2 separate regions of the Zea mays genome follow, and region 2 is linked to region 1. The links are chromatin contacts, called in public Hi-C maps. All regions are on one chromosome and are shown on one strand. Each heading gives the region's core, a stretch centred on a gene start, on an enhancer-like site or on the middle of the called end of the contact. The rest is flanking DNA. Distances are from core to core; before and after follow the strand shown. Region 1 has its middle 7.6 kb from the start of LOC100273702. Region 2 has its middle 16 kb from the start of LOC103635466.

The links. Hi-C and Micro-C count contacts between places; a contact is called where the count stands out from the background.
Region 2: a Hi-C map of ear shows a contact between it and region 1, with 6 times the contacts expected there. The contact joins two enhancer-like sites. A contact is called at or near these places in 6 of 25 Hi-C or Micro-C datasets (ear, endosperm, leaf and 2 more).

The regions. Positions count from the first base shown.
Region 1 is chr4:135,011,501-135,014,171 of Zm-B73-REFERENCE-NAM-5.0, reverse strand. No RefSeq gene overlaps it. Among protein-coding and RNA genes, the nearest start is that of LOC100273702, 7.6 kb to the right of the region's middle. Within about 2 kb of position 1,336, at least 20 of the 20 cell types and tissues checked have an H3K27ac peak or open chromatin away from gene starts, as enhancers often do. A contact at or near this core is called in ear and tassel, where this site is marked.
Region 2 is chr4:135,150,999-135,153,669 of Zm-B73-REFERENCE-NAM-5.0, reverse strand. No RefSeq gene overlaps it. Among protein-coding and RNA genes, the nearest start is that of LOC103635466, 16 kb to the right of the region's middle. Within about 2 kb of position 1,324, at least 4 of the 20 cell types and tissues checked have an H3K27ac peak or open chromatin away from gene starts, as enhancers often do. A contact at or near this core is called in ear and tassel, where this site is marked.

The sequences.
Region 1 (2,671 bases), core at 87-2,586:
AGTTAGAAATATTATATACAGTGTAGTTACAAAAAATAATTACATATATTAGAACTAATGTAGACATTTGCTACATGATTCGCCTATGCGATGGTGTCTTAGACATTTGCTAATCATAAATTAATTAGGTTTAATAAATTTGTCTTGTTGTTTAGTCTTTATATGTGCAATTAGTTATGTAATAGTATATATTTATATTTCGATAAAATGACTTATTTCATATCAACTAAAAGTCTACAAAAAAGTTGACGTGGTATCAAGTTGGTTGTAGGCTAATACTAGTAAAGATTGTGCACTAAAACACTCAAGTAGATGAGAGCTGACGATAGTCTATAACATGATCGATAGTTTGGTTGATAGCTAATATGGCGGCAAATACAAGTCCATAAGATTAGATTCAACTTAAATAATTGACTTAAAAAAGTTGAGTGCTTGATACTTGATTTTATAGAGTACGGGTTAAGTAGACATAGAGGCAAAACACTCGAGAATTATGTAGATTTTTTCCCTTGATATTTTTATGCATAATAAATAACACTAGATAAAATAGACTGAAAAAGTATTAATAATGATTTTTTATATAAATCTAGTTGAATTTAGTATTGTTTGACTTGCACCGCCTTTCGATGTAAGAAGAATGCAATTCTCATTGTTTGAGGAGTTAAACAATTCAAAGTTCAACCAAAATTATTTAATCTTTTTATACTAGAGTAAGCTCTACTAAATTAGTTATGAAATGATATTTTTTTTCGTAATAAATTTAGTTGGAAATATAAATTTTGATTTTACGGCACTTTTAAAAGTAGTGCATTTGGTTTTTGCCACTTTCTTCAATTTTTCTCGTTATGAAGTCAGCTAAACTAGTTTGACTCATACGGTGGATGATATAGTCGTTATTATATTGTTTTGTCATCCGAGGGAGTACTTGTTGCTAGTAAAGCGCACCAAAACTTTTGTTGTGTCAGTCGTGCATACACTACACAATCTCCAGGCTGGTACCACTACGAGGCTACCGACCGGAGGACCTGCATTCCCCTGGTTGCTGGTCCCTCCGCAGTCCGCACGCCTGCTCCGTACGTGAAGGCGGACGGCCGGACCGGGGAGCAAACCATCCTGAAAAGGCTGGGCGCGCTGTTGGGCCACAACAAGACGCGCCATGCGCCCGCTCTCTCGCCGCAACCCGCGAGCCGGCGGCAGCAGATGCTGGCAGTGGCAGGCCAACGTGTACAACGCGCGCCCCGGGCCCCGCTCGACGAACTACGCCAGCAGCAGGCCGCAGCGGATCCCCGACCGCAGATCCCGTCGGATCAGGGAACCTCAACCGGGTGACGCGCGGCGAGCAGCAGCGGGGCCGCGCCACCGGATCACGTGCGCTGGTACAGCGGCAGCACGCCTGCGCTGCGCTAGTCTGCGTCTGCGTCTGCGTCTGCGTCTGCGTCTGCGAAGCGAATTCGACAGGGGAAGGCGGGAGCGGAGGGAGCGCGCGTGATCCGGGCGACCTGACCGCGCAGATCTTCCTGCGTCGGTCGACGACGCCGACGCGGCGCGCACACCGCGCAGGCAGACAGACGTGACCGCCTTCACGTCCGTGTCCACCTCCACACCCCCTTCTGTGTGCGTGGCCTGTGGCTGCCTATTCCTGTCCGCCGCTGTCCACGCCCTGCCTCCCGGCCGGCCCCTCACCTCGCGTCGCCGGCCGGACGGACGGACGGACTCACCGAAACAATTCAAGTCGCATGCAGAGCAGCAGCAGCAGCAGAAAGGCGCGATCCCCGCGGCCCGCTTCAATGCATCATGCCATCGTGTCCGTGGCGTATGGCGAGTACAGAAGAAAAAAAGGGGGCTTCGGCTGCGGCCTGCGAGACCCATAGTCCGGATCCATGAGCTCATTCAGGACGGACCGGCGTACTCGTAGCCGTAGGCAACTTGATTTTTCGTAGCTCACGCGGGATTTCGGATTTTTTTTTCCCCCTCTCTAAGAAATCCCCCCGACGACGATGGAATGAGTGCATGGAAGGCGCAGATGATCAGGGTCGCTCCATGCGCGACCCTAACGAGACAGTGAGACTTGTATCTGCGGAGTACTACCCCTGTTTTACAGAACGGAAAAAATATTTTTGGTTTTCCGACGAGTCAAGCAATTTTAAATTCGGTCAATATCTTCATAAATCGTGTACTGCCATTTATGATACGAATATGGGAGTGTTTAAATACACTAAAGATAATAGTTAGCTAGCTAAAATATTCTAGTGAAATTAACTAGCTAACAAATAGCTAGCTAACCATTAGTTAATTTTCTAAAACTAGCTGAACTATTAGCCAGACTGAATGGACGTCTTCAACTATTTTTTTGTTTTCCGACGAGTCAAGCTATTTTAAAATCGGGCAAAATCTTCATAAATCGTGTACTAATATGGGAGTGTTGGAATGCACTTAAACTAAAAGTTAGTTAGCTAAAAAAATTTATAGTGAAATTAACTAGTTAACAAGTAGCTAGCTAACTATTAAATAATTTACTAAAAGTAGCTAATGCTGAACTATTAGCGAGACTAAATGGACGTCTTCAACTAATTTTAATAGCTATCTATTAACTACTCTAGTGCATTCAAACACCCCTGCATATTATCGAACCGCTTAAAAATATATATTTTTTGTAACCAATCAATTTAAA
Region 2 (2,671 bases), core at 75-2,574, 140 kb before region 1:
GCTGCTGCATGAGCAGGGCAGGGCTTCTGTAGACTAAAGTTTAGCCCGGGTCACATCAAGCGTTTGACTTTCAAATATGAGTATGAAATATAGACCCAACCAACTGTACTAGATTCGTCTCACTTTTTAATCTTCGGCTGAGAAATTAGTTTTATAATCCGACTACATTTAATACTCCGAACGGAGGTTCAAACATTCGATGTGATAGGGGCTAAATTTTAGCAGGGGCAAACCAAACACCCCTAATAGGGGAGCTGAGGGAGTCGCATTGGCTGTCCCCGGCTTCAATGCCCGATCCTCTATGCACCTGCAGTGCAGCTAGCTGCACGACGCCTCGCCGGCGCGGAGGCACGCCGGCCGGCACGGGAGGGCGTGTGCACGTCGTCGGGGCGGACGTGCGCCGCGTGCGCCCCGGATCTCCGGTGGACATCTGCATGCAGTCCTGCTGCCCGCCCGCCGCGCGCGGAAGAGAGCGTACGTACGTGCGGGGTCCCGGGCGTCCCCCGGCGAGGAAGCTGCCGTTGCGCAACTGTAGCGGCGTGGCGCGCATGAAACGGCGCGCACTGCCCGTGCCGCCACGCGCTGCGTCGCGTCGCATCGCATCGCATGCGCGGCTGCGCGCGGCAGGCAGGAAGGGATCATCGCTGTCACAGGCAATAGGCTTTGCAGGGTGCAGCAGGGCAGGAGGCCGACGGAAGCATCGCTGCGGCTTTACCTGCTGTTCCATCCGTCCCGTTGATGGCCATCTGTCCGTGTTGTTACGACATGGGAACGGGTAGAAAACGTAGTACTACACAGTACCACTAGTGCATGGAGATGGAGCCATGCACTCATGAAAAAACATGCTGTAGCAGTGTCGCTACCGCGGTCTACAGTGCCGTGTCTACCCATGGAAGTCGGGGTGCAGCAGCAGGGGCCTTCATGCACGTCTCGCTCCTCTCTCTATGTCTCCCTCTCTATCAACCTTTTCACCGACAAAGCCTTAACTTCCCACAGAACTGACCTTACCCTTCACATCGATACGCAGCCGCCGCCGCCGAGAGAGAGAGACGGGAGACGCACGCAGCATGCAGCAAGGGAATGGCAAGGGAGAGCCTGCCTGCCTGCCTGTCCCAGTCCCATCAGTGTCCGTCTCCGTTCCCGAAAGCATTTCTCCCCTCGGTTCTCTGTAAGTAATCCGGCCGGCCATTGGCACCGGCAGGCGGCAGCGGATTCGGCCGCCGGCCTCTTTTCCGCGGAGCACCAACTCCGTAGTCCGCGCCGTAGCCCGCAGGGGACAAGAGATTTATCGCCCCACAGGCCACAGCCCTTCGCACGCACGCAGCACGCTCCCTGTAGCCGTGCTCGTGCACGCGCGCGCGGAGAGAATGTGGATGTGAGATGGACGCGCCCGCGCCCGGATCGAGGCATATATGCACGTACCATCGCGTTTCTGCCTTTCCGGCTGCACTGCCACTGGGGCTGTGGTCTTTTTCGTTTCTCCTACTCGCTCCTTCTCAAAAGATTAACCATTTTTTATTCTACACCCACAATTAATAAGACAAATGCTCTCTTAAAAAAACATGCGTACATTAAAATAGAATTTTTATAGAGAGAATTGAATATATTTATTGGTCTTTAAACCAAAGTTGGTTATATGTATTTTTAAATGATATATGGCAGACAACATTAATTTATAAGTATAAGGACACCTTTAGAACACAGGATTCTCAAGATGAAGGAATAGAAATAACTCAGGATTAGGATGTGTCCATGGCCTTAGAATCCTACAGGAATTTGTAACAACACAGGAAAGTCATAAAACGTGTGCTCGAATCATGCGCTGGAAAAAAAACGTAGGAATGCAAGATGCAAAGGGGGAAAAATGAGGTTAGACCAGGGTTTACAAAACCAACCGGTGGGGAGGTAAAAACCGCCCCCCACCGGTAACGGTTTACCGCCGGTAAACCGGTACAAACCGGTAAAAACCGACCGGTTTGGCCAAATCAAATCAGTTTGAATTCGAATTGGTTTACCGGCGAAAAACCGGTAGAAACCGGCGGTTAACCGTGAAATAAACTGGTTTTTTACCGTTTTTAGCAGAAAAAAATGAAAATTTTGGCAGGGTTTATTTGTAGTTTTCTCAATTCACATTGTACAGTAAATATTAATTGATCCACACAACATGAGTTCATCAAAATAACATACAACATACATATGCAACCACAAACTCCAGTTCTCATGCAATAAACAACCATCGAACTTCGCAATACTCAAATACAAGTTCTTTTACATCTCTCCAACGAGGCAACGACACATAGGTCGACTTATTTCACAATACTCACATGTTCAGCTCGAGTCATAGTGATAGTACTCAGGCATGTTGGAAGGGTCGTGATATTGATCCAATCCGTCATACTGATAGTGATAGGCCTATACAAAAGATATGAGATACATTAGTGAGGAAACAAGAACGACAATTAAATACTTATCCACAAAACAAAATAACATACCGGTGCAGCGGGAACTTGTCCATACCCATATTGTGGTCCTGGTGGATACATATTTGATAAATTTGAATATGGTGGTGGAGGAGGTCCATAGTTTCCATACCCATACATGATCGATGGTGGTGCTTCGCCTGATGGTGGTGGGGGTCCATAGGTTCCTTGACTCGGTTGCCATTGCCATG